7 separate regions of the Mus musculus genome follow, and regions 2, 3, 4, 5, 6 and 7 are each linked to region 1. A link is a contact called in public Hi-C, HiCAR-type and promoter capture Hi-C data. All regions are on one chromosome and are shown on one strand. Each heading gives the region's core, a stretch centred on a gene start, on an enhancer-like site or on the middle of the called end of the contact. The rest is flanking DNA. Distances are from core to core; before and after follow the strand shown.

Region 1 (3,739 bases), core at 764-3,263:
AGCTACTGAAAGGGAAAAGGTTTGAACCCTGGTGGAATAAAGGTTTGGAGAGAAGGATGGTTTTAGTACGCGACCGCTCAGAAAACTCTGGTCCTTCTGCTTCAGCCTTAGGTCCCCACCCTCGAGGGTTAAGGCCTAGACTGTATGCCATAGGACCACAGGAGTTCTGGGCACCCAGACCTGCTTCTCTTTCAGCAGAGTCAGGTCCAGCTCAGAGCCAACTCATCAGTATTCCAGCCACGGAGTCTCTCCCCGCCCCCGCTGTGCATCAGGGCTTCTGTCTCCTTTGCTGAGATAGCCCCCTGAGGTCTACCCAACCCCACTGCCCCGACCTGCCCTAGTCTCCCAAGCCCTCAGCCCACCCTGTAGAGGCGCATGCCCGGAGGCCTCTGCCACCCGCGAGCCTCCGTCAAACCAAGTAGGCTTTGCCCTATGGTGGTGGCGACCATAGATAGGCTGCAGACTAAAGAGGGGGCATCTTAGGCCCAGCTCACAGGCAGAATGCATGGGAAGGGAGACCCGTGCTAAGGTATTCCTACAACCACTCTCTGGAGACCTTCAACTTCCCTGCGTCGCCTCAAACGTCCCCTGAGCCTCCTGCAATGCACCAGATCTCAAGGCAGACGCCGAAGGCACTTGCACTGCGCCCCCACTGGGATGCGCTGTCACCCTAGGAGGGACCGAGTGCTGCAAATCTGGAGGACCCTAGGGCGCGGGGAGTCAGGGGTGGGTTGCATAGGACTCACCTTGTGCAATTTCCACATAGCCCCCAAAGCCTTGACTTCGTGGCTGGAGTGTTTGCCCTCCTCTAGGCACTGGTAGCACACGGGCATCTTGCATTGCACGCAGTACATGCTGTGGTTCTCCAGCTCGTGGTCTGTGCAGGTGGAGACCTTGCGCGGGCTCAGCCGCCGGCTGACGCGGCCCTGGGCCGGGGGCACCAGACGGTGTTTGGCTAGGGGACCCCGGGGCGGGTGGCAGCGCAGACGGCAAGGGTCGCAGTAGAAGACATCGCACTGTTCACACATGACCGTGGCTTCCTTGGGCGCCTTCTCGCAGAGCTGGCACTTGAGGGCCGCGGCTTTGCTCTGTTGGTAGCGGTCGATGACCCCTTCCAGGACGCGGTTCTTGGGGAAACCGCGGAGCCCCCGGTCATCCAGAATGAGGCTGCGGTGGCACTGGGGGCAGGTGATGCAGGAATTGCGGGGCACAGGGGCCAAAGCCGGTGACAGGTGGGTGGGCGGTGGCGGCATAGCAGGGGGGAAAACGCGGACGCCGTTGGGCGACTTCTGGCACGGGGTAGTGGGGGCGCTGGCGAAACCTCCGTAGGAGCCATAGCCGCTGTCCGCCTCGCTGTACAGGCTCATCTTGTCCAGGTCCAGATAATCATAGTCAGAAACCCCAGAGCCCGAGGCCCGGCGGCTCTGGGGGGACTCGGACTCCGGGGTCTGCACCAGGATGTTGCGGGCGCACGCCTGACATAAATTGTGAGAGCAGGGCAAGATGATGGGCTCCCGATAGAAGGAGCCACACACAGGGCATTTTAACTCTTCTTCCATCTCTTCCATGGGGACCTGGCTGGAAGCGAGGCAGCAGCGGCTGCGGCGGAGGGGGCCTGACCTGGCGAAGCAGCCGATGGGCCTGTGGTGGCCAGCACCTTGGCCAGCGGCGGCGGTGGTGGCGCCTTCCCCGGTCGCCTAGGCGCCGACTCCCCAGGATGCGCTCTCTCTGTGAGCCACCGAGCCTCCGCGCTGCGCGCCAGCCCGGGTCCGCCCCCTTCCCACTGCTAGCCCCGCCCCGCCAGGGAGCGGAGGCTCATCGGACGGTGGCCGTGAGAGCTGCTTTCTTATTGGCCTCCCGCCTTGTCCGTCTCCTCTCCTCTGCAGGTCGCTGAGGGCTCTATGAGTCGGAGCTGGAGCCCCGGCATCGCCTGCTGGCTGCTGCGGGATTTTAGGAGGGGGCTGGCGCAAGCCGAGAAGAAGTGGGGCGGGATGATTCATCCTTTCCTACCCCCCTCCACGCTTCCTTCTGAGCTCGGGTGCAGTCACCCCGGAGCAGGGGGCGTGAGAACCCCTCCCGGTCGCGAGTGGGCTGCTGCTGCCTGTCGCCAGCGCTTGGCGCTTGCCTTCCAGCTTTGGTCTGCATGCCGACCCACCCCTTCTCCTTCCGCTGCTGGCGTAGAGCCAGCACCTCCCCCGAGCCTTCCTGGAGCCTTTTGGGCTTTTCTCCAACCCTCAGAAGCAGCTGGAGCGCCCGCATCTCTGGTGTTTAGGGAAGATGGTGGTGTGCCATGGCTGCAGTGTCCCCTTTCTGCATCCCTGGTAGCTTTTTCCCTACCCGAGGCAAAGGCTCAGCATTCCCCCAAAAGCTGTGCCACCATCGCTACATGCTTTAAATGTGCGGAGGCCCTACGCCTTGGAGCAAAGGTACCTCTCACCCTCCCCAACCTCCCGAAGCTCCATCCCCCAGTTTTCGAGAGGCCCCAGGAAGGTTAGTTGAGTTGAGTCAGGCAGTGTTTGTGTATTTCTGAGTGTTTATCGGTTGTTAACTAGCTATGTGAACGAATCGCTATGGTACTGAAGATTCCAAACAATATTATCCAATGTCACATGCCCTTAGCATCTACCATAAATTCCAGAAGAGGGGTGGGATATTATTTCTGCTTCTGTAAGATAACGAGGGATCCAGTGATAGCCCTTATATTCTAACCGATTTCTCTTTCCCCCAAACGGTGCTAGAGATAATAAGTCCTGCCTCTTGCCTGTATAACCCTTGAAATGATGACAATGATAGAATCTTTGAATAAAGATATCAGCCTGCTACTCAATGGGGGAGAATCTTTGAATCTAGTGACATTCCAAGGAAGTAATTTATCTTGGGAGCATACATAGTTAATTTTCCGAGTGATTCATGAAGCAAGTGACAAAAATGGTTTTCAAGTTCGTGGGATCTTCCAAATTTTCAATTTCCAGAAGATAACAATTATTCATAGCTTACTTTATAATTTAAAAGCACTTTTTTTTTTCCCAGAGAAAAGAAGTACTTTCTATAATCTTGATTTTGGAGAAATAGTACAAATAAATTGAATTATCTTGCAAATATATTTTTTAGCACAATGATTACAGTAGTTGATCATTGGTTGTGTGGGAGGAAAATTCACATTGTTATTTAAAACTATGTTAGTCACAGATCCTACAGGGTTTATTCCTAACCCACATTTTAATTAGTTGAGACCGGAGCTGCTAATGTTATATGCAGTCTGTTTATAGGCAAAGTGTTTCTTAAGATTTGATTGGGGCATCATCTATATTAGTGCAGGATATATAGACTATTAGTCCAAAGACACTTTGCTCATGTTAAGTAGTTAATTCTTAAGAAGAAAGGGGCATCCATGCCCGTGTATGTTACAATCCTTTCGTGTATTTTGTATTCACCTGCGCAAGTCAGAGAAACCTTGGCTAGCAAAGTAAAGAGTGTCATTCTTCCCAAGTCTGGGTTTTGCCTACCACAGAATACCATGTAAGAGGTCTGGTGATTAGCAGACAGGCTATGCTTGGTTCACGGGAAAGGGTGGGTAGTTTGAGGGCATGTCCAATGGTCTGATTTGGTGTCAGACACAAATAGCCTCAATCCGATACAGATTTATAGAACAGTTGGTCAATTAGGAAATAGCTTGAGGTGAATTAACTGTTAGATCTATTTGGTCAGGAACTAGCACATCGATCCCTCCTAGAGAGCT
Region 2 (3,739 bases), core at 424-2,923, 670 kb after region 1:
GGAGCTGAAGCAGGGACGGCAGTTCAAGGTCATGAGCTTGGACTACCAAAATCCTGTCTCCAAAAACCAGAGTCCAGAAAGGAGGAGCCCAGAATGGGTGAGCTTGAATATTAGGGATGCTTTTTATCTGTGGCTTTCTCTAGGGTATAACATCAGGAAGCTAATTAAACCGACTCATTTGAAAGCTTGAACTAACAAAACATCTTCAACAACCAGTCACGTAGCCTAGTATTTGGCTCTAGTCTACAGAAAATCTCAGCACACACCTGTCCCAAGTCACAAGATTTCAAAAGACACAGGACTCACCTCTGTGATACTTTGGGTTGTCATGGAGGTGTCTGTTGTCTTCAGCACAACTCTAGAAAAACAAACAAAAATCCTCAACTGTTTACTCAACCATTTTCTAGTTTTGTGCATCACCAAAACTAAGCAGATTTTAAAAAGATAGACATGACTTAGTAAAACTACCAAAATACACTTCACAATCTTAACAAATTTTGAAAAAACAAAAACAACAAATATTAACTAGTTGATATGGCGTTAGTTCAGACGTACTCAACTGTGCAATTTACTGGGGTTAACATTTCACATTTTAATTTAGGGCATAAGCTGTTGCCCAATTGTTAAGTTTTGTGTCATTTAACAAGACAATGTGCTGACGACAGAATCCATGTCTATCTGGTCCAGAAAACCCTTTCATCTAAGAAACTGTCGTTCCTTCCTGAAGCATTAATACTTTCTTCGAAAAAATAGTATAGTATTCGCCTCATGCAGTGACAAGAGTCGCTTGTCTAAGGTCATAGTGGCAGCAGCGTCTGTCCTGGCAGGCACATTCCTCAGCATTCCGAAAGCCGGGGCTTCCACGTTTCCTCCAAGCTTCACAGTTGGAGGAAATAACTCTTCTTCCCCACGCAAGACGTTTCTAGAAACCACACCTCCTCCGTCTTTTACCAAGGTGGCTGCCACCTTGGGCCCCTGGTGTCTGCAGACCGCAACCCAGCTTCCGAAATGCAATGTCAAAGGGAGACAGAGCTATGCCGGGAGGAAGGGGGGGGGGTGTCAGTAAAATCCCGCCATCCCGAGTGAAGGGGCGCAAAGGGCCGCTTACTCACCTACACGTGCGCCCCCGACCTCGCCCCCTTCCTCCACGCCCCCCCAGCCACGCTCCGCCGCCGGCGGACAGCGGCTCCCATGGCCGCCCTCGCTTCCGGTGCTCCCAGCGCTGCGCCACCCCCGAGGCCACCCGACACCGGGAGCCTCCGACAGACCTCTCGGACGACTCCGTGACTCCTCCACCCTTCGCTAGGCGTTGTCCTGGAGGGAAGGGTAAGCCGGTGCCACACTGAAATAAACCTACCCGAGAGAGTCCGCGTCCTTCCCTCCAGACACAGAAAATGGGATAGAGCTGCGGGCTGCTGCTGCCGGGACAAAATGGCGCCGGGGAACCGGTTAGGCGCAGGCGCCTGGGGAAGAGCCGGCTCCGCCCCCGTGAAAAACCCTGGCTGCAGTTCTGGATTCCGTTTCCATGGGACACGCCACCGCCCAATCCTCGTGCGGAACTGCTCTTCCTGACCCCTTGTTCTCCAATCAGTGTTCAGTCAAGCACATCCGGAGTCGGCTCCTCCAATCAAATTTTTGGGCTCTCTTACTCAATCCTCTATCCTCCAATAACGTGCGTGTTCGGATACAGCCAATCAGAAGTGGAAGCTATCCTACCTGCTGTTTTCCGCACCAATCATGGAAGTTTCCCAGCTACATCCAATGAGAAAGGCAGACAGCGAGCTCCAATCCGAAGCTATTCGGCGTCATGAGCAGCCAATAGGAGTTCGTGTAGAAGCGAGTCTGCTCAACAGCTTGTTATTTGGTGGATTGTGGCAGTAAATCGGGGCGAGTGGGGGAACCCGGCGCAGGAACTGCCGCTGCGGCCGGGAGCGGTGCTGCCCGGACGGGGACCCACGGCGATCAGTGGGGCGGCAGACTGGAGAGCTGACAGCGCTCTGCACCCGCAGTAGGTAGGTAGTCAGCGGGGGCCGCTGAATGGGCAAAGCGGCGGGAGCAGCTGCTGCCGCGATGGGGTCCCGGTGCAGTTGGGAGCTCCGCAGGCTGAGAGGGGGATGCAGGGCGGGCTGTGCCCGGGGCGCCGGGCAGCGATCGGGTCCTGGAGTCGCGGCGGCAACTGCGGGCACGACCGCCTCCGCCGCCTCCCCGGGAAAATGGCTGTGGGGCTGGCCGCGCCGCTAAGTTTGCTTTGGAGGAGCGGGCTGCCGGGAGAACCGGCCCCCAACTCTGCTGTGCTTCTTTGGCGAGGACCCGCTGCTGGACCGCGGAGATCGGGGTGCCCGCGCCTCTCCGGGCTGTACAAAAAGTTGAGGCGGGCGCGGGAGGAGACGGCCGCTGCGGCGGTGCGGCTCGCTCCCCTCCCACACCCTGTCCTGCCGCCTCCCCGCCCCGCGCCTCCCCCGCCGGGTCCCCCCGCGCCGGCCGCCGCCGCAGGCCGCCGCCCCTGCCCCCCGGGTGAAGGAGCGCTTCTCCTTCCTGACATGGTGCAGAGCGGAGGCAGGAGAGCAATGGCGCCGTGACACTCCGTTGCCGCCGCCGCGGGCCGGGCCGGGGCGGGCCAAGGGGGCCGAGCGGCGGAGGCGGGGCGCGCGCTAGAGTCGGGGCCCGGCGGGGCGCGGACCCGGGAGGCCGGGGCGCAGGGGGCTGCGAGTGGCCGACGAGGCGGGGGCGCGGTGGGCCGGCCGGCCGGGCAGGGGCGGGACGCGCTGCCCTTTGGCGCGCGTGGGGCTCACTGCCCGCCAGGCTTTGGCTGCCCGACGGGGGTCTGTCCCGGGGGCCGCGGAGCTCGGCCCCTCCCCGCCTGCATTTGTTTACTTTCTTTCCGGGTCTCACCCCGCCTTGGACTGATCCTCTGCCTCTCTTTTCCCTGCTTTGGCTCTAGCGCCCGGGAAGAGAACTCGAGGAAGCTGGAACCCCACAGGTCACCAGTCAAGATGAAGGTAAGTGGAGCCAACTCTTCTTCTTAGCCTTGTGCCCCGGACGCTGCCAGTCCGGAGGCTGCAGTTGTGGAATGGCAGCTTTTTGTTACTTAGAATTGATTTCTTTACTAAGAAGCACTTTAAGGAAAATGACATGTGAATGGGTGAGGGGTGTGTGTGTGTGTGTGTGCGTGTTCGAATGTGTGTGTGTGTGTGTGTGTATAAATGCAGGCGGTCCAACACTCTCTAGCAGTTAGCACTTTGAGAAGATCGGTGCAGTCTTTCGATTTTCAAACACTTCAGTGTCAAAAACACCTTTCAAGAAGAAAAGCTTTTGTCCTGCTTTGGTTTTTGCAAGGTTTTTTTGTTTTGCTTTGCTTTTGCTTTCTTTAAAACCTATACTTCCCCCTTTCCACTACCAATGCCATTTTCTAAAAGACATGTTATGTAGCTTGAGTAAGAGAGATAGTTCTGTATATTTTTGGGGAAAGAAAGTAAACTAAGGTGATGACAATATTTAGATTGATTAGTTCAGTCTTCATAATATATATCTTAAAACGTGGATTCTATGTGTAGCTTTTGAAGCTTCCTAATCTTACAAACATCAGTGGCAGCCTGCTTGAAGGGAAAGAAAGCTTTCATAACATTCCTCAGAATTCGGTAGGATACTGTGGCTCTTGTTTGTTTCTGGTCAGATACTTACCAAAAAGTATTCCTCTTCATTTTTTATTCTTTTTAAGTAGACTGACATTTAAACGTGC
Region 3 (3,739 bases), core at 856-3,355, 630 kb after region 1:
TTTGATTGTTTGGTTTTTTTTTTGTTTGTTTGTTTGTTTTTTGAGACAGGATTTCTCTATGTAAGTAGCTATGGCTGTCCTGGAACTTGTTCTGTTGACCAGACTGTCCCAGAACTCAAGAGATGTGCCTGCCTCTGGCTCAGAGTGCTGAAATAAAAGGTATGTGCCAATACAGATTTTTTTAAGATTTATTTTTATTACTTTTAATGTGTGTGTGTGTGTGTGTGTGTGTGTGTGCTGCCTAACCTGGGTGCTGTGACTCAAACACAGGTCCTCCAGAGGAGCAGCCCATGCTTTTAATTGCTGGGGCATCTATCCAGTCTCAGCATTAACATCTCCTAAGAATACAAAGATTGTAAACGCTGAGGTTGATGGCATGGCTCAAGGGTTAAGAGCAAAGAAACTCACAGCCACTTGTAACTCCAGTTCCAGGAGATTCAAAGTCACCCTCTGTTCTCTGTGGTCACCTGTTCTCACGTGCACACTTCCTCCCCTCAAACATGTAAAAATAATAAAAATACTACTACTAAGCAACCCTTTTTCCACACTCGGAGGGAGGCTGAAACACAACGAATGAAATGTGTGCTGTTGGTTTTTCTTTTCTTTTTCCTTTTTTTTCTTATGAAAGACATTACCTAGGCTTGGAGTGATAAACCAGGGTTGTAATTCCATCTTTAGGTAGAGGCTGAAAGATTAGGAGTTCAGTGCCATCTTTGGCCAGCCTAAGATACTTGAGACTGCTTCAACAAAACAACGAACCAAAATAAAGTTGATTGATAGTGGGTTTTTAAAAATGTGTTTTTATTGATGTTTGTTTTGTTTTCTTTTTAGACAGGGCTCTTATATTGCAAGCTGGCCTCCCGTCCCTGCCTTCTGCATCACCCTGCTGGAAAATATTTTCTAGCTATATAAAATAAAAGTCTCCAGATATTTATTTATTTTGTTTTTTTGAGACAGGGTTTTTCTGTATAGCCCTGGCTGTCCTGGAACTCACTTTGTAGACCAGATTGACCTCGAACTCAGAAATCCGCCTGCCTCTGCCTCCCGAGTACTGGGATTAAAGGCGTGTGCCACCACGCTCGGCTCAGATATATTTTTTTAAATAAAAATATTTCTAACGTTGTATTTACAATTGGGATTTAAAATCCACCCACCACTAGGTCAGGTTCCATGCCCACTCCTTTGATTTATCTGTTGCCCTCCCTCCACTTAATACTTAAGATCATAACCTGATAGTTGTTAGAATGAGCCGAGCAACTGGAGTCCCCCAAGCCACCTTAGCCTTTCCTAACGCTAAGTCTCATAATCTTCCTAGTAGGAATGAAGATATTCTAAAGAAGCTCTTGTGCTCCTCTTTTTGATAAGACTCCAAGAAACTGGAACTTCTCCAGGAATTACATGCTGGGTGAAAGAAGGCTGAAGCCTGCCTGGTTCCAGCCAGAGGGACAGCTTTCTCTCACACATAGATTTCACACCACCTTGCAGGAGAGGCTAAAGTTGAAACCATGATGGAAAAGGTATCACACCTTGACCGAGGCTGCTTAGTTATGCACAGCAGTTGAACCAAACGTCATGTTCGGACTCTGATGATGAACTTGGTCGGAGGATGGGGGGGTCAATTGCCTCCTTTTGTTCCTTTTCCTTTTTTTTTTTTTTTTTTTTTTTTTTTTTTGGTGTTTTTGAGACAGGGTTTCTCTGTGTAGTCCTGGCTGTCCTGGAACTCACTTTGTAGACCAGGCTGGCCTCGAACTCAGAAATCCGCCTGCCTCTGCCTCCCGAGTGCTGGGATTAAAGGCATGCGCCACCACGCCCGGCTTTGTTCCTTTTCCTAAGGTGGGTTTTTCCTTCCCCGACTTTTAAGAATTCCTGTCTGTGTGGGCTACAGAGGACAGGTGCCCAAGCCTGTCCTCCTTAGGATTATTAGCTACTTAGGACTATTAGGAACTAGGCTCTGACCTTAGCTCTTCCAATACCAGTTTCAGTTGACACAGTAGCAACTTCTCCAGGGAACCGCCTCTATGGTTTCTGCGCACGCGCGCTCTCTGCTTTTTTTTTTTTTTTTTTTTCCCCCTACAGTTTTCGTCCCAGCCCACGGAACAAGCCGCAAGAGGAAAGGCTATTGGTGGAGAGCGCAGCCAATGGGCGAGCCTGTTACTAGCCTGCGCCGTGTGCGGCGTAGGAGCGGCGCTTGAGGCCTGGAAGCGTTCCGCGGCCTGCCGGGTCAGCACCATGAGCTCCATCGGCACTGGGGTGAGTCTCTCCGCGCCGTCTCTTCCAGTTCGGGGTTGAAGGCAGTGAGGAAGCCCGGCTGCGGCTCGGAGGGCCGCTGGATCCCCGGCGCTGCCCGAGTCCTGGGGACCCGCGGCCTCTGTCTCGGTGACCCCGGCTCCCGCGGCGGTTCGGGCCGGTCCTGTCCGCCCCCGTGCAGCGACAGCCCCGGGTGCTGAGTCACTTTAGTCTCATGCTTAAGGAAACTGAAAGTGGAGACTCGCGGGCCTGCCGCAGTGCGAGCTCCCCGGCTCGACCCTCGAACGGCCCCTTGCAAGCCCCTGCTGGTCGCAATGCCTCGGCCGGATCGCCGAGTGCGTCGTGCGGCCGCCGCCGGCCCATGCAGGTGCTGCGGAGCTGTGTGCTGCGGTGCTGCTGACTCACAGGCCTGCCCGGGCTTCCCGGACGGAACCTAGTTAGTGGACGTTCCCTGGAAACGGGACACCACCTAGAAGAAAGGCTGGATCTCATGAGTCCTTGCCTTTCCTTTGCGTTCTGCTTTTCGCGAACAAGCTATTTTAAGCGAGTCTGTAAGCATTTAAAGGGTTATCTATGGGCCTAAGCGCCTCCGATTTGTAAGGAGTATTGAGGATTTGCGAGCTGGACTTTAATTTGTTGGGGCTAAATACACCCAGTGTGTGCAGCGATTTACCCCACCTTTCCTTTGTCTCCATATAGAACTACTTAACAGTCTCGATTATTTGCAGTAGAGGTAATGAATGAATAATGCGTTTCTTGGTTATCCTTGTTTCCCCCATTATTTTGATGCTCACCAAGTGTGGTGCACCCCTTTAATCCTAGCACTTGGGAGGTAGAGGTAGGAGGATCTCTGAGTTCGAGGCCAGCCTGGTCTACTTAATGAGTTCCAGGACAGCCAGGACTATGTAAAGAGACCCTGTCTTTAAAACAAAACACGCGCGCGCGCACACACACACACACACACACACACACAAACAAAATAAGATTTGCTGCTCAGAATTAAACTCGCATACTGTGTTCTTATGCTTAGAATTAAGTGGTTACAAGATATTAATACTATGTAATACTTTTGGGATAAGTGCTCAATAATATGTCTCAGCAAATTGGCTTTGCAGTTGTAGTAATGTTATCCTCTGTCAGTGGTCAATCCATGTGGAATATTTTAATATGAAAGTAACCCTGAGTTTTAGGAAGTTTCACGGTTGAAGGCTTGTTTTCTGGCTGTCTTCTAAGAATTGTAAATACCAGTATTTGTCAGTCATTTTGGGCCATTTGGTTTTCTTTTTTTTAACCCCTACTGCTGGGCAGTTGGGAAGGCCAGCCGAGGGCCTCAAGAGCTAGTAGGCAAGCACTGAGCCCCAAATCCTATATTCAATTAAAGAAAATAGTGAGTGTGTGTGTGTGTGTGTGTGTGTTTGTAGGGGGTGGGGTTGAGATAGAGCCATACTGGCCTAGAACTCTGCATCTTTCTGTGTCAGCCTCATGAGTGCTG
Region 4 (3,739 bases), core at 557-3,056, 590 kb after region 1:
CTCTTCTCTGAAGAAATTCCTTTGTAATGAGATTATTAGGTGATTTCATGAGCAGTATTTCATAGGTTTGCAGTGAGAAAGGGACTGAGAAGATGAAGATCAAAGGTCACACAGGTTAAGCATGTTTCAGGCTTGAACATAGTTTATTGGCTGTTTTAATGTTCTTGTTTGAACAGTTTCTATTATCTTCAGTTTTCAAATTAAAATGCAAATACATTGTTCACCTCTTTTCGTTTCCATCCTCGCTCTAACCCTTCCTGTGCCACACCTTTGCTCTCTCAAATCGATGGTCTCTGTTTCTTTAATCTCATTACACACACACACACACACACACACACACACACACACACCAGCTTGTGTGTGTCTGTTTATGAATATCATGGTTGGGTAAGACTGGTTTCCCTTCTTTGAAAGCTTGTATGGAGCCTTCTGGTACCATGAAAGCTAGTTCTCAGGGAGGAGGCTTTCTGGTTAGAACCTCTGGGTCCTCTGTCTAAAGTGCATGGTGTCTTAGCAACAACGACTTATCCTCAACCTCTGCAATGCAACTAAGAGCAACAGCAAAGCTTGTTTGGGGAGTTTCTTGGACATCTCTGACAAACTGCTCAAACAGCATCTCCTTGCCCAGTGCTGGGATTTTTGTTAGATGACTGTGAGAAAATGTCTCTTTTGCAGACTGTCTGGACAGTTTTTTCAGTTGGGTCAACATTCTTTGCTTCCAGCCAGCAAGAGAAATAAATCAGGGTTTTTTTTGTTTGTTTGTTTTTTTAATGTACTCTTAAATCTTTCTTTTTAAAAAATACTCCACAAGAGGTTCCATTCAAACATCTGAGATTATTAAGGAATATATTTGTTTTGTGTTCATTCTTTTTTTCTTTCTGCTAAAATAACCACGATATTCTCCTTATTAAATTTTTATTTATTTGTTCTCGATTTCATGTATATGCTTTGATCATATCTTTGCATCTTGCCACCATGACACCTGGTTTCTCCTCTTCTAGAAATCCAATCAATCTCCCCAGCAACAGGCAAGAACTGCTGTCTTAGTAACTATTCTATTTCTGGGAAGAGACAACATGACTAAGACAACTCTTATAAAAGGAATCGTCAATCGGGGACCTGCTTACAGTTTTAGTTAATGATGGGGGGGTGGGGTGGCGGGCAGGCATGGCAATGAAGCAGTAGCTGAGAGCTTTACATCTTAATTGCCAGGCAACAAGGGTCCGGGGTGGGGGTTGGGGGCAGAGGAGGCAGGGAGGAGAGAGCTGCGCCTAGTGTGGGCTTTTTAAACCCCAAAGTCCACTCCCAGTGACACACCTCCTCCAAGGTCAAATCTCCATATCCTTCCAAAACTGTTCCAGTCCTCGGTGACTAAGCATTCAAACAGATGAGCCTAGGCGCGCGGGGGGGGGGGGGGGGGGGGCGTTCGCATGTAAACCACCACAAATACTGCTGTAATTAAGGAGCATTTCCGCCTTCCCAATCCAAGTTTTGAATTTAGATCTTAGGATCCTTTTCTAGAACTGCTTCGGGGAGAGTGAAAGCCAATCTCTTCTGAGCAGACTCTATCTTGTGTGTTCATTGCGGCGACTAAATGTCATGATAAACGACCAACACAGAACTGGAGAATGAGAAAGCGATCTCAAGTTCCTGCCTCCCCTCCTAAGCCGCTAAAAATCCTTACTACGCCGCGCAGGCGCCCCCGGCCGCTGAGCGAGAGGACCCGGGAGGCTCCGCCCCTCTAAGGTGTCCGGCGCGCCTGACCGCCTCGGCCTCCGCGACGTCAGGCCTCTCCTTGGCCAGCCCGGGTCCTCGGCTTTGTGAGGACCCCGCCCCGCCCCCGCGCTGAGGCAGCCCCCCCGCCGGGCGGACCACTTCACCCTCTCTACGTCGGTCTCTCAAAGATGCCGCTCTACGAGGGCCTTGGGAGCGGCGGCGAGAAGACAGCAGTCGTGATCGACCTAGGAGAAGCTTTCACCAAGTGAGTGGCCATGGGCGGCTGTGGGCCCGAGGGACGTGCCGGTGGTCCCGGACTGGCAACCGTCTTTAGGCCCGCTGGGCACCCGGGACCTTCCCCCGGCGATCCCGCGAATGCTAGCTCACATCGTTGCCTTAAGGCAAAGCTCAGTCCACACTCAGTGATGAATGTGTTGTCAGGGAGGACTCTCTTGGGCAATGCGAACCTGTAGGATCTGGTGGCCTGAGTGGGATCTGGACTCCTAGAGAAGCCCAGGAAGCTCGGGGAACGGTGTCCCCCACCCCACCCCCGTCTAAGGTGATCAGGGGCCATCACTTTAACTTTTGACAGCGATGACCCAGATTGTGCTTGCCTCTGGCTGGGTCAGATTGGAAGGAAACCATCGAATTGTAACGCTTGCTGACTCTTTCCACCATAAAACATTTATGGGATGGAGCCCCATTGGTTCTGGAAATAGATTGTTCTCCAGGAGTGTAGGAAATCAGCTATGGAGCCCTGGCACATGAAGACAGGAAGCCGCATAGAAATGAGACGGGAAATTGTTGGTTACCTTATAATACTCTTAGACCCACATTTTGCACTTTAAAAAAGCAGTTTGTAAGCACGGGAGTAGTGGTCCTCGAAGTGGCAGTCAAAGGTAGAGATAGCAAAACACAAATTCACAAGCCTTGGAACATCTGGACAGTATGAGAGGATGCTGGACGGTTTTAAGTTCTTTGGACCATCCATTTAAGAGTCCTTGTATTGGACTCAAGAACAACACAGAATTACATGACATATATGTATATATAAAGTGATGTTGTGTATGAAATACATATTAGGCTCCAGAAAGCTGAGAGTTCCATCATATATACATATTATGTGTTTGAGGTGAAGTTATATATGAAACAGATGTGTGGATTATTTTTGCATATTTTAAACACTTCCTAACCTGTAATAGATGTTAAGCAACTATTAAATAAATGGTCATAAGAACAGACTTAAAAATTGGTCCTTAGAAGCTACAGAATTGGATTAAACATAGTTCTTGATTATCCTCTCCTTCTCTGACTCTCCCATATTCATCTTACTTTTTTAAAAAACATTAATATAATAAGTAGAGATTACTACCTGAAAATAATTATTGTGGCTATACATTGAAAATATAAATTATTATATAGGGATGTGATTGAAGACAGAAGGACATAAAAGTTTTCAAAGGCAGAACTTAAGCTACATCATTACAAAGTCCTTGAGGACTTTGAGGAGCACTGAATATAAGTAACATTGAAGTGAAAATGGAGAGAGATGTCTAGGCACAGGGGAACAGTGCCCAGGCGGGGGAAGAAAAAAAAAAAAGGTGTGATTTCCAATATGGTCATTTTAGCAACCTTTTTTCCAGCACAAAAGAAATGTGGCACTGACTACTAATTTTTCTCTTTTTCTTTTTCTTTTCTTTTCTCTTTTTGTTTTTTTTTTCTTTTTGAAATAGTGTCCAGTGTGGCCCAAGCTGCCCCAAACTTCTAGTCCTAGTGCCTCTGCCCTCCTGAGTGCTGGCATTGTTCATGTGCCTACTGTGCTTGGCTTAAACCAAGACCCACAAGTTGTCTTCTCCCCTTCCTATGTGCACTGTGTCATTCACGCACCCATGCACATAAACACAGGAAATAAATACTAATAAAACCAGTGTCCATGTCCTAGTGTGAGTGTAGGCTTGTTTGAGTTCATCATATATGAAATGATTATAATTGTCAGATTCTCATAGTTTAAGAAGATAGTCTT
Region 5 (3,739 bases), core at 761-3,260, 590 kb before region 1:
AAATGAAATGAAACATAAATGAATTTTCTGTTTAGACTCGGGTCCCTTCCCTTACATACCACATTGAAACCTCTAATGTCACAAACACTAGAGTCCCAAGCCGTCTGGATGAGGGATGTTCAGCTTGTAACATGGAAGCCGCCTGTGACCAGCTAAGTCCTTGCAGTAGTTCTGTTGCCAGGCTTAACACATTTAGAAGTTAAGAGGATCTGACCTAAGCTTAAGAGATTAGTCTATATATCCTGGACAATTAGTAAATTCCCAGTAATCATTAAGTCTTGTCATTTGAACAAACCATAGACACTTTTAATGGAGCCATTTCAGCGAGGCTGAGAAATGTCTGTTTCCTAAAGGTGTCAGGTAAGCAGGGGGTGTGGGAGAAGCGAGCAGGTTCTCTCAAAGTCAGCGGAAACCACTTACCCAGGGTTTTCCTTATCAGGTAGAGCTGATCCACGTCAGATTTTCCTGGCCATAGAGGCACTCCGGACAGTAACTCAGCAAACACACAGCCAATTGCCCAGACATCTACAGGGGGACCATACTGCGTGTCTCCCACTAGCAGCTCGGGTGAGCGGTACCACCGGGTGGCCACGTAGTCCGTGTAGTAGTCACCTGGTCCAGCTGGCCGGTGCAGAAACGTGGAAAACAGATCAGTGGAAGCCCGGAGTCAAAACTGAGCAGGGAAAAACCTAAGAAATGAAGCTTTTCCGAATCACCATTCTCAGTGCTAGCTGCTGGTTGTCATCACTTGGCTGTAGGATGTTTTAAATTACTGATACTTGGGCTTCCTCCCGGCCCAATTAATCCGAACACTTGGAGAGGGCCCAAGGCTACCCGCATACTTTTTAAAAGTTCCTTGGGTGTTAATCTATAGCCAAGATTAAAAGGCATTCATCTGAAGTATTAATTCTGGTAAGTATTGTTTGGGGGGTTGGAGAAGGCAGGAGATTAGCAGGCTTTATAATAACTTTTGTGCTACAATTTACATATAGCATACATATCTAAATTGTTGTGTATTTATACATTTTTCAAGTTATATTTCATTACAAGATTTGGCAGGAACCGTAATTTGTTGCAAGATTATTCCCGGGGCAGAATACAAGAACCAGCTTTCTGTAGTATGGAAACCAGCTGTCCCAGCAAGAATGTTCCTTTTACATTGAAGAAGCCGTGGGTACTCACTGAGAAGCCGTGCGAACCCAAAGTCACAGAGCTTAATGGCTGACTGTTTGGTGATGAGAATATTTTCCGGCTTCACGTCTCTGTGTATGCACTGGTTAGAAACAAACAAACAAACAAAACAAAATGTCATGAAGGTGCAACTCTAATATCTGCCACGAGTAAAGGGCTGGAATATTTAGCAGATATTGGATATATCAGTTTAATCTGCCATTGACCTGTTGGATACTAAAACAGCAGACTAAAATAAACCTAGTTCCATACCTACAGACAGAATCATTTCAAATTCTTGAGTGGCCACAAAAACCAAGAAGTGTGATAGGAAAAATGACTGTCAAGAGCCAGACTCAGCAAATAAAAACACGTGAGATACCTAGTTACGTTTGGATTTCAGATAAACGACTTTTTTTTTCAGTGCTGGGCATCAGTCCAGAACCTTAGCCGAGCACGCCACCTGACCTCCACCTCCAACCCAACTAAAATGTTAAGTATATCTCAAACAGTCTGCATTAGAAAAAGGAACTTTATATTTAACTAGGCATCACCCCTAACCTGCCTGCTGTCTATGAAGGGGGAAAGGACCGAAAGGCTTTGAGGCTTCAGCCTGTGGCAAGAACGACAGACAGATTGGAGCAGAAGCCCGGTTCACTGGAAGGCGGCTTGCTCGCTCGGTAAACAAGACAAGCCCTGGGCCTGCTGAGATAAGCTGGGAGAGAGAGGGCTGGAAGCTCGTGTGCCTGCCAAAAGATCGCCCTTCCAGCTCTGACATTTGTCCTGACAAGATAAACAAGAGCTGGCTGCGGCCTCGCCGTCCGGGGTGCGTCGTGGTCGCTAGGTGTCAGCTCTGTCCCACAGCACAGAGGAGCCCAGCGGGAGACTCTTGCATCCTGCCTCACCCGCTGGTATCAAGCTACATTCTTTAAGAGGGTGAAGCCACTACCAAGAGGAGCGCTTGAGGACTCCCACGGGACTTTCTTATTAAATGACAATGTCTTTGATAGATAGACAGATAAATAAATAAATAAATAAATAAATAAAATCTCTTAAGTCAACAACTTTTAATCAACGGTTAACATTTAAAATTGAGTTGGGACAAAATATTACTCCGGGTTCTTTGTGACCCCTCCCTTTTCCCAAGGGTTTTCCTCTCTGCTGGGAAACGCTGGGTCTTTCTGCCGCCCCAGTGACTGTTGGCCTGGAGCCTGCAACTCTTGAGGGTTCCTTGACCCCAGAATCCGGAAAGAGGACAGAGGCTCTTCGTGGGCGCAGCAATTCCCACTCCAAGGGACTTTTAGGGCGAGAGAGCAACGTTAGTGTTTCCCATCAGCATTATTATTCTGGAAAAAAAAAATGGAGGCGGGGTGGGGTGGATAAATTACCTTATAACCTACCTATCTGGTTCTCAGTAATCGATGGCCCTGGGCTCTGAAGTCTTTCACCAGCCATTTTGCATTTTGCTATAAATAGGTCCTTCCATGAATGTCGTGATGACATATGGGCAGAAGGACTCAGAAACAAGAATGTGCTCCACCCCCCCCCCCTTTGTTTGGGAATTCTTTCCAAGCTCAGCACCCTCCCCCCATCAGCCCCCCCCCCCCCCAGCACGTGGAGCCCAGCAGCGTCTGCGGCTCTCCAGAGAGCTGTGGTATGCACTGTATTTATCTTCACTTTCCTCAGATCTCCCCCACCAGGGCTGGCTGGCGAGCTTTCTCGTTCTTTCTGCCCCCTCCTCTCCCCTTCCCTCTGTATCCTCCAGCCCCACTATCTGTCCTGCCACCCTTATGCTGAAACTTGTTTGTTGGGAAAGTGCTAATCACCGATCAAAGCGTCTAGCATCCACTCGTCCTGCCTTAAAATGACTGTTTTCACTGTAAGGAGTCAAACCCAAGGCTTCATGCAGGCAAGGCAAGAGGTCTAACCATGGAGCGACACTCCAGCTCTGATAAGGATTCTAGGCTTCCGATAATGAAAGCCAAAATAATGACTGTTCCCGTGTTTTCTCCTTGTAAGCAGCTTCAGGAAAACTTACTTGGGGCAAGCTCAGAGGGGATTTAACCCCTCGGGCCTGGGTGACCAATAACTGGAGTCCAGTGAAACTCTAAAATTCCCTTCTGGGATTTTGAGTGTTTTTAGTGGTTGGACTCTGATTCCACCCCCCCACACACACACCTTTTTCTTTTCTGCTATATTGATTAATTGGTTGGTTGATTGATCGCAGTACTGGGAATCAAACTCAAGGGCTCATTCATTCTGAGTACTTGACCACACAACTGGGAGCCAGCCCAGGAAGCTGGCTTCCATGTGTAGAAAGGGGGCAGCTCTGTGTGGGGTGAGAGAGGAGAGCAGATTTTTCAGCATCTATGAAGCCATGTCACATGGGCAGTCTCCTACAGTGGCTCCCCCCGCACCCCCCCCCCCGCACCCGGCCCCCCGCCCTCCCCCCAGTCCAGCTGTGGCAAAAAGGACCAGACGCCCATTTAACACTCCTATCTCACCAGGGCAGACACTAGGACTTGGCGCCTAGGACTCCACCCATTGTAACTGCAGCAAGCATCTGGAG
Region 6 (3,739 bases), core at 489-2,988, 560 kb before region 1:
GGAGAAACTCGGGGAGCTACACCTGGAAACACAGTGATAATAAAATGTGCTGAGATACACGTACCTGTGCTGGGAGGTCGGAGAGGACATTCTCTGAGCCAAAGAGAACAGCCACCGTGCTCCTGGGAACACTAATTTTGGTGGATGGAACACATAAGTGTTACTGTGTACCATGGAGGTCAGAGGACAACTTGGGGGAATCGATTCTCTCCTATCATGTAGGACCAAGGGATCAAATTGAGGCTATCAGTTTGGTGGTGAGCACATTTATGCACTGAGCCATCTTTCTAGCCTATTATTATTATTATTATTATTACTATTATTATTGAGTAAATCAACCCATTGAAGACTGGGAATGTGCCTCGGTGAGAGAAGGTTTTGTTAATTTGATAAAGTCTCTGGGTTCAATCCTTAACACCACAAAGTAGTAATAATATTGACAATGATGATGCTAAATAAAGAGTAAGGCAGCTATCAGCTTCTACTGAGAAAGTGGACATGGTCAGTGGCTCACGAGAGCAGAGTGCAACACTGGCTGTGTGGAGGAGAGTAGGCAGAGGACCCCAGCTGGGAACCGGCACAAACATTTGAGTTCACCCCTTCTGAGAGCATCATCCACTCATACACTTGGCCAGGGTCTGGACAGAACACCGAGGCCACACTTTCTGAAGCACAGTTGATTCCCCATGGGAGCCATCCATGGCCTGCCTCATCCTGCAGTAGCAGCTGCATTGCCTCTGAGAAATTCAGAGAAGCCTCTTTCCAGAATAAGAGGGAACACACTTTTGTCTTGTAATGAACACCTTTGTCCAAGGACCTAAGCTTAGATTCCAACACTCACAATAAATGCTGCCCGAGGGCAGCTGTCCACCTGCAATCCCAGTACTAGATCCTGGAGAGCACTGGCTAGCAATCCTAGTGAGACACTGTATCCATATACAAGGGGGAAAATGGTTGAAGAAGATGGCTAGTGTTAACCTTTGGCTTCCAAATGCCACACACACACACACACACACACACACACACACACACACATTTATGCGCGCACACATGAACACACATATACAGATGCATATATAGCCCAAGAAAACAGGACAATGGGTTAAAAATACAAAATGAAAACAAGCTGGAAGCTCAAAACTCAAAAACTCTAGCAAAGTCGAGTTGTTTTAAATTCTGCTTCTTAGAGACCCGTGAAAAGACTGTCTGCAGTTGACGCCAAGAGAGCCCCACACCTCTCCTGTCCACCTTCTTACTCTTACATAATCCGTTCTCTGCGCACAGACTCTGATTTGTGCCATTGAAGACAAAGGCTGTGTGGGAAGAGGGCAGAGCCTCAGCCCAGAGCATCTATCTAGCACAGAAAAAGCAAATTAGCTACCTTGAGCATGCGGATTTCTCGAAGGGCGATTTTCTTTATGACAGGGTCATCTTCGGTTTCCAGAAACCTCTTGATGGCCACGATCTGACCCGTGTCCCTGTTTCTGCACTTGAACACTACCCCATAGGAGCCTTCTCCAATCTTTCCAATTTTTTCATATTTTTCCATTACAGAGGAGGAGCAAGTCTTCTTGAGAACGGATTTTCATATAGTTTTTAAAGGTCGTTTATGAACTGACCTCTCTCGAGCCTCATCAAGTAAGGGCTGTCGTCCGCGATCTAGAGAAAACAAGGCGCGAGTTAAAGAATAAGGATCAGCCAGGTGTGGACTCCACCCCCACCCAGCAATGACATCGCGGTCAAGGCTGGGAGTCTACAGGTGGCTGCCATGGGTGACCTAATTTCAGTTGTCTGTTTCATTCCCTCGAGCTAAAGATGTAGCCAGCATCCAAAAACGAGCCGAGCTGTAAGATAATCTATCTTTTTAACGTTATGGTTCATACGATCTAAGACACTTGAGCTGGCTGGAGCACCAGGAAGGCGAAGGGCTTCCCCGGTTCTAGTTTCGGGTCTCAATTCCCTCCGGAAGAGGACACCGGCTGGGCAACCGGGCCCGTGGGGACTGCGGGAACTGCAGGGACTGTGGGGACCTCCCACCCTGACTCCTGAGGCGCCTCTCGGCCCAGCTCTAGCACAGCAGCCTGCAGCTCGGCTGGGTGACTGCTGCGATCCCCATGGGAACCGCGCCGGTTGGGCGGGGCCGCCCTCCGCCCTGCTGTACCCGCAGCCACTTGGCCGGGTCCCTGACCCCGCGCTGCAGGTCCAGAGGGTTTAAATCGTGGAAATCACAGCATGGAGAGTTTGCAGGGAGAACGCCTGCTCCCAGGCTGTCCTAGCAGCCTGCTCGGGCTAGGGTGACCAGGTCCATACCTTATTACGTCCACTCCTTGGTGTCCGTTCCTCGCCTGTGAACCCCGGAGGACAGCAATTGCTCGGTGCTGCAGCTTCGAAAAATGAATGAGAGAGAGTGAGGCAATAGAGGGAGGCAGGATGGCCTTCCCTCCCATGTAGTGGGGTCTTGGCGGTGCAGAGCCTGCTTTGATTGCCTTGACTCTTTCCCCAATCACCTTCTTATTGAACCTGTTTCAGTACAGTGACAGTGGCAGTTGATGGATGCAGGAAATCTTGAAATAAGGATCGCACAGACAGCCTCTACATTTTGTCAGCCCTTCCATCCCCTATGCTAGGCGCCGAGGTGCTTGTGTGCTGGCGGCAGGGCTACAGCAGAGAAAACGCACGATGTGAAACCTGGCCAACCCGGGGCAAGGAACGTGCGATGCAAATGTACACAGAGCTCAAGAGGAAGCTGGGTCTGGGCATACCGAGCGTGACGGCTGCCTGGCAAAGGGTAGAGGTATAATGAGTTACTAGAATAGACTCGTGGTGGTCTGGGACCCTCCCCAGAAATCATGTGCAAATGTGAATGCCTACTCTTTTTGACTTTTGTCTTCTCGATAGCTTTGCCTTGCCCAGAATATCGCGTACATGGAAACATACAGTGCACAGCTTTTATTGAGTCAGATTCTCACTTCACAGAATACATCTGAGAGCCACACACATCTTGCATTTAGCAGCAGTGTCTTCCTGTTTATTGCCGGGTAGCGTTCTGTTGTATGAACGTACTGACTGGTATTTATTTGTTTATTCAATCCTGGTTGAAGGATATTTGGATTGTTTCCAGTGTGGGGTGATTATACATGAAGCCGCTATAGACGCCGTGCATGGTGCTTTCTGTGAAGCCAGGTCTTCATTTTTCTTGGGGAAATCCTTAGCGGGAGACCTCTGCACATTGAGCTTATCTTTTCCATTTTACCTTCCCACCTGCAATGTCCCCAGTGCCCGGCATCCTTGCGGTCCTTTTGGCTTTAACTATTTTTTAAAAATATTTATTTATCTATTATTACATGTAAGTACACTGTAGCTGTCTTCAGACACTCCAGAAGAGGGCGTCAGGTCTCATTACGGATGGTTGTGAGCTACCATGTGGTTGCTGGGATTTGAACTCAGGACCTATGGAAGAGCAGTCAGCTCTCTTAACTGCTGAGCCATCTCACCAGCGGATTTAGCTATTAAAATAGATGGTTAATGGCTTCTAATGGTTTTAATATGAATTTGACTTTTAACCTTCCCTATAGATGTGTTCTCGCTTCAGGATTCTAAGAGACTTATGGAAATTTTTTGGCGCCAACACCTCTCTCTTCCCCAGTGGGCTGCAGTTCTCACTTGGGACATGGCAAAAGGCAGAAGGACAAACAAACAAACAAACAAAACCCCTCTAGTTGATTGAATTAAGTACAAG
Region 7 (3,739 bases), core at 797-3,296, 540 kb after region 1:
TATGCTAGGACAAAGACGATGAACACGCCCAACCCAACCCACCCTCCAGGTTTCCCAGAAACCCAGAGTTGGTGTCCCATGTCCTTTGACGGCTCTGATGAGGAAACATGTCCCTCAGAGGATGGTCAGTTGAGCTTCACACGTCTATAAGAATCTTACTTTAAATATAAAGGGGAATTTGGCAGTTTGTAAAGTTTTCTGCCACAGTCTGATTAGCATGTTTCCTCCACAGGGCAAGAAGTTTGAGATTTTGCCAGATGGCCTTCCCTCCGCCAGGAAGCTGGTCTACTACACAGGGTGTCCCACGCGCTCCCGGCATCTCCTGCAGCTCCTGAGCAACAGCCACCGCCTCTACATGAACCTGCAGCCCGTCCTGCGCCACCTCCGCAAGCAGGAGGAGAATGAAGGTGAGACAGTCATGGTCATGGCGGCATGAGTCCCAGTCCCTCATGGGGAAAGCAAAGGGTGGCTTGCCTCAGCTGGCCTCTCTTTATGAGATAGAATTTCTCTGTGTAGCCCTGGCTGTCTCGGAACTCTCGATGCAGACCAGGCCTGCCTCTGCCTCCTGAGTGCTGGGATTAAAGGTGTGAAGTACGGTGCCCAGCTGCCTCTGCTGGCCTCTTTCTCTACCTGCCAGGAATAGGAAAATTTTAAGAACCTCCAGAATGGGATTTTTAGAGACATGGACCAGAACTTGAGAGCCAAGTTGCATTGAGTTTGCAGTCCTGTAGGGATGACCGAGCAGCTCCTCCACCTCATGTGTTTAGAGTTTCTAGCCCCTGACTTGAAAAGCTTGCAATGGGCTAGGGTGGAAGCCTTCTGTACCCGAGTGCTGAGTGTTCCTGTCTGCAGCTGTCTGCAGGAAGTTGTAATCCCTTCCAGTGTGACGCTTTCCTTAGCCCCAAGTGAGAGTGAACATAGACCACAGCTTCTCTGATTGACAGCAGGGAGACCCTCAAGCTGACCCTATAATAATAACAATGGAGAAGGCCTTTTCCATCCAAGGACTTTGCCCAAGCCCCTGTCAAGGCTTTGAGGAGATGTGCTGGACCTGAAGACGATCTTTGAGGTCCTAGCGCTGTTCCTGAGAAGGGGCAAGCTGTGCTGTGGGAGGAAGGAGCCCATGTTGGGGGCCTGTGGCTGCTGACGAGTTTAGCAGTTTCTGTCTTGGTCATCAGTTATGGCGCCCTGGGCCTCCTCCACTTAGTCAACACCAGCTTCTCATCCCCAAAGGCCTTGTCACATATTTGCTTAGAATTGCTTTCAGTTTGTTCCGCAAAAATCCCATTGTGGTCATTGTCACAGTAATCAGATTAGAGATGGAATGTCTGCCTGGGCCCTGGGACACAGTGACTCCTGCTTTAGGACTCTATATGAAACAAGTGCTGACCAATGCTCCCATGGAGAGCAGGGGCTGTCCTCCCTCTAAAGAAGACGTGACGTGCATCTGATCAACTTTTCTAAAGCCAGACATGGCCAGATGTGTGTGAAGAATCCCTGACTGTACAGTGATGAGAAGGCGAGTCACCCACTCCCTGCCGTCTGCACTGTGACTCTTCTGTGGCAGGAGCTAGTAGCACTGTGAGGTGTAGTGGCTTCTACCGCAGACTGCCCGTTTTTCCCAGATTGACTCACCTCTGGGCTGACATGAACACTAAGAGGAATCCAGACAAATGTACCAAGAGGGAGCCTGTGAGACAGATGAGCCAACTGGGTACAGAGCCCATGGTTGTTTTCCAAATGTAGCTCATTGCTAAGTGGCTACCATGGCACCTTAAAAGGTTCATCTGTCCCATCAGCTCTCAACCCAAAGCATTTAGTAATGCAGATGACCTTAAGGGGAGCCCTTGAGAGTCTGATCTTCCCTGCAGAGATAAGGTAAAAGTTGAGAAAGATGCTGAGGTCTTGGAGGCCAGGGCATCATCCCTTTAGCGTATTGGGAGCTTAAGTGAGCAAATGTCTGTTCACTCTGCCACCATAACAGAACACCCCAGGCTGCTGATGCATAGAGAATGTCTGGCAGGGACTTCCTGATGCATCATCCGAAGGGCAAGGAGCAGGCACAGGAGAGTCTAGGAGGCCTCTCCCACGGCGGCGGCAGCAACAGTGCTGTTCCTGACAGAGCTCCCACAGCCTAGTCACCTCTGAACAGCCCCACATCTCACTCTGACACAGCACTAATGAAGTTTTAGCCTGAGTTTGAGGGGGCATTCAGAGCACAGTAGGGGTGGAGGAGTGATAACGGTGTAAACTGCAGTGCTTATTTGGTGAGTTTAAATAAATGATAGAGACAGGATTCTTACAAAGAAAATATGTTTGTTTGTTTGTTCATTTGTTTTACTTAGAGGTATCTTCAGATCTGAAGAAACTGTCACACCAAGTTTCTGTGAGCTAGCTTTGCTGCAGATCCACTAGTCCACCTGTAGTCTGGATTATTTTAACCAGAAAAGCCCTTTTATGGCATTAGTTGAGCATAAAAAGAAGGAGTGTTCTTACATTTCACTTCTATGTACCTTTCTAAGATACTGCCGTCTCGCCATTTTTATAGACGGTGATCACAAGAACACTGCCGTGGGGGTAAGAGGGGAAGAAAGATGCCTTGAGTCATGAAAACAGTTACAGTTAGGCTGCAGTTCCTAGAACATCCATGGGTCGCAGGCCAAGAAGCCACACTTACTACATTATATTCCAAAACAGACTCTGTAGAGAGCATGGGTATCCTGGCAATATGCCTTGTGCTCAGAAGGAGGCACAGGGCTGCATCTGCCAGACCTCTGTTCTCTCTTCTGCCACCCATTTTCCTCTGGAGAGCAGGTGGGGGTGCAGGTTCAGGGCTGTGTGCAGACATCAGGGCTGCGAATGACCCCACCTAGCCAAGAAGCAGGGCAAGTATGTCTATTAAGAAGCCCCCGAGATTCCAGCTAGACTGCTAGTCTAAAATTACATCAGTTTAATGTTCCTCCAATGTACTCTGTCCTTAGCATTGCTCTACTGTGTTTCTTTCTCCTCAGTAGTAAGACAAGGAGGATAGACTGTTTCTCTGACATTTTTCTCACCCGAGATGTAATAGGTATTCCGCTCTGAGCACAGCGCCCCACCACCACCACCACCACCACCACCATTCAGCTGAGACTCGTAACTTTGAGTGTGTTTAGCTCAGTGTTTGTCAAGAATGTTTCTTAATGTCTGGCTTTCCAGGGTCTGACTTTGACCGTATCAACAACAACACTGATCTGTTAAATTTGAGGACTTTTACCAATCAGAGGGCACCTGGTATGTCCCTAAACCAGTAATGATGACCATGGTAGATAACGCCTCATTGTTTGGCCAAACAGGAGAAAGCCAGTCTTGGATTACTTTTGAAAAGCTAAGTTTTAGAGTCTTCGAAAGAGATTTCCTGAACAACTCTGTCTTGTTAGGTTTAGCACCTAAAGGCATCAGGAGCCAAACTGAACATAGAGGCATGTAACATGGACAGCAGTCAGCACACTGACAGAGTGTGGAGGACCTGATTGTATGTAACATGCTGTTTTCTGACAGCTTTGCAGAATTCGGAAGCCTGTCGTGGCTGTCCTGCAATGTCGAGTTGCTCTGCAAGGTGTTAGGTGCTCTCAGTTTTGAACTTGTATCACATTGGACGGTCGCAGTGAACAGACAGGAAGGGGCATGCCATGACACTCTGAGGAGCCCACTTCTCTATATTGAAGCTTCATTCTAAAGCCTACCTCCACCCAGACCC

Evidence for each region. Promoter capture Hi-C pulls out the DNA fragments that hold promoters and counts their contacts. A called contact is a pair of places that touch in the nucleus more often than the background predicts. HiCAR-type assays count read pairs that join an accessible place to other places.
Region 2: a promoter capture Hi-C map of hippocampal neurons shows a contact between it and region 1, with 4 times the contacts expected there. The contact joins the promoter of 3110056K07Rik here to the promoter of Trim9 in region 1. A contact is called at or near these places in 1 of 39 promoter capture datasets (hippocampal neurons) and 1 of 115 datasets of contacts at active chromatin or transcription factors (astrocytes).
Region 3: a promoter capture Hi-C map of hippocampal neurons shows a contact between it and region 1, with 4 times the contacts expected there. The contact joins the promoter of Psma3 here to the promoter of Trim9 in region 1. A contact is called at or near these places in 2 of 39 promoter capture datasets (cranial neural crest and hippocampal neurons).
Region 4: a contact with region 1 is called in a HiCAR-type map of astrocytes, with 3 times the contacts expected there. The contact joins the promoter of Actr10 here to the promoter of Trim9 in region 1. A contact is called at or near these places in 14 of 39 promoter capture datasets (the 3T3-L1 cell line, the SN4741 cell line, cranial neural crest and 8 more), 3 of 484 Hi-C or Micro-C datasets (cortical neurons, embryonic stem cells and rod photoreceptor), 13 of 115 datasets of contacts at active chromatin or transcription factors (VIP interneurons, astrocytes, bone marrow-derived macrophages and 9 more) and 1 of 9 other capture datasets (pancreatic islet).
Region 5: a contact with region 1 is called in a Hi-C map of the N1E-115 cell line, with 6 times the contacts expected there. The contact joins the enhancer-like site here to the promoter of Trim9 in region 1. A contact is called at or near these places in 1 of 39 promoter capture datasets (cranial neural crest), 1 of 484 Hi-C or Micro-C datasets (the N1E-115 cell line), 1 of 115 datasets of contacts at active chromatin or transcription factors (embryonic stem cells) and 1 of 9 other capture datasets (embryonic stem cells).
Region 6: a contact with region 1 is called in a promoter capture Hi-C map of stem cell-derived epiblast-like cells, with 3 times the contacts expected there. The contact joins the promoter of 4930512B01Rik here to the promoter of Trim9 in region 1. A contact is called at or near these places in 6 of 39 promoter capture datasets (the 3T3-L1 cell line, the SN4741 cell line, embryonic stem cells and 2 more).
Region 7: a contact with region 1 is called in a promoter capture Hi-C map of trophoblast stem cells, with 3 times the contacts expected there. The contact joins the enhancer-like site here to the promoter of Trim9 in region 1. A contact is called at or near these places in 13 of 39 promoter capture datasets (the HPC-7 cell line, cranial neural crest, embryonic stem cells and 7 more), 5 of 484 Hi-C or Micro-C datasets (Sertoli cells, cerebral cortex, embryonic stem cells and 1 more), 8 of 115 datasets of contacts at active chromatin or transcription factors (VIP interneurons, astrocytes, embryonic basal ganglia and 5 more) and 2 of 9 other capture datasets (adipose tissue and embryonic stem cells).

The regions. Positions count from the first base shown.
Region 1 is chr12:70,345,601-70,349,339 of GRCm38.p6, forward strand. Trim9 (tripartite motif-containing 9) reads right to left here and starts at 2,014. Exons shown (of 14, transcript NM_001286388.1): 1 at 747-2,014. The coding sequence starts at 1,568.
Region 2 is chr12:71,014,150-71,017,888 of GRCm38.p6, forward strand. 3110056K07Rik (RIKEN cDNA 3110056K07 gene) reads right to left here and starts at 1,674. Exons shown (of 4, transcript NR_045055.1): 1 at 1,358-1,674; 2 at 307-358. It overlaps Arid4a (AT rich interactive domain 4A (RBP1-like)), which reads left to right and starts at 1,818. Exons shown (of 24, transcript NM_001081195.1): 1 at 1,818-2,012; 2 at 2,942-2,999. The coding sequence starts at 2,994.
Region 3 is chr12:70,972,518-70,976,256 of GRCm38.p6, forward strand. Psma3 (proteasome subunit alpha 3) reads left to right here and starts at 2,106. Exons shown (of 11, transcript NM_011184.5): 1 at 2,106-2,250. The coding sequence starts at 2,230.
Region 4 is chr12:70,936,051-70,939,789 of GRCm38.p6, forward strand. Actr10 (ARP10 actin-related protein 10) reads left to right here and starts at 1,807. Exons shown (of 13, transcript NM_019785.2): 1 at 1,807-1,981. The coding sequence starts at 1,905.
Region 5 is chr12:69,756,026-69,759,764 of GRCm38.p6, forward strand. It overlaps Cdkl1 (cyclin-dependent kinase-like 1 (CDC2-related kinase)), which reads right to left. Exons shown (of 10, transcript NM_183294.2): 5 at 1,183-1,273; 6 at 421-621. Among named protein-coding and RNA genes, the nearest start is that of Mir681, 6.0 kb to the right of the region's middle. RefSeq lists an enhancer at 1,384-3,237. Within about 2 kb of position 2,011, at least 124 of the 459 cell types and tissues checked have an H3K27ac peak or open chromatin away from gene starts, as enhancers often do. A contact at or near this core is called in the N1E-115 cell line, where this site is marked.
Region 6 is chr12:69,788,606-69,792,344 of GRCm38.p6, forward strand. It overlaps 4930512B01Rik (RIKEN cDNA 4930512B01 gene), which reads left to right and starts at 1,739. Exons shown (of 8, transcript NR_033573.1): 1 at 1,739-1,846. It overlaps Cdkl1 (cyclin-dependent kinase-like 1 (CDC2-related kinase)), which reads right to left and starts at 2,102. Exons shown (of 10, transcript NM_183294.2): 1 at 2,038-2,102; 2 at 1,382-1,659. The coding sequence starts at 1,549.
Region 7 is chr12:70,889,700-70,893,438 of GRCm38.p6, forward strand. It overlaps Frmd6 (FERM domain containing 6), which reads left to right. Exons shown (of 14, transcript NM_028127.3): 10 at 233-407. Among named protein-coding and RNA genes, the nearest start is that of Gm32664, 12 kb to the right of the region's middle. Within about 2 kb of position 2,047, at least 51 of the 459 cell types and tissues checked have an H3K27ac peak or open chromatin away from gene starts, as enhancers often do. A contact at or near this core is called in trophoblast stem cells, where this site is marked.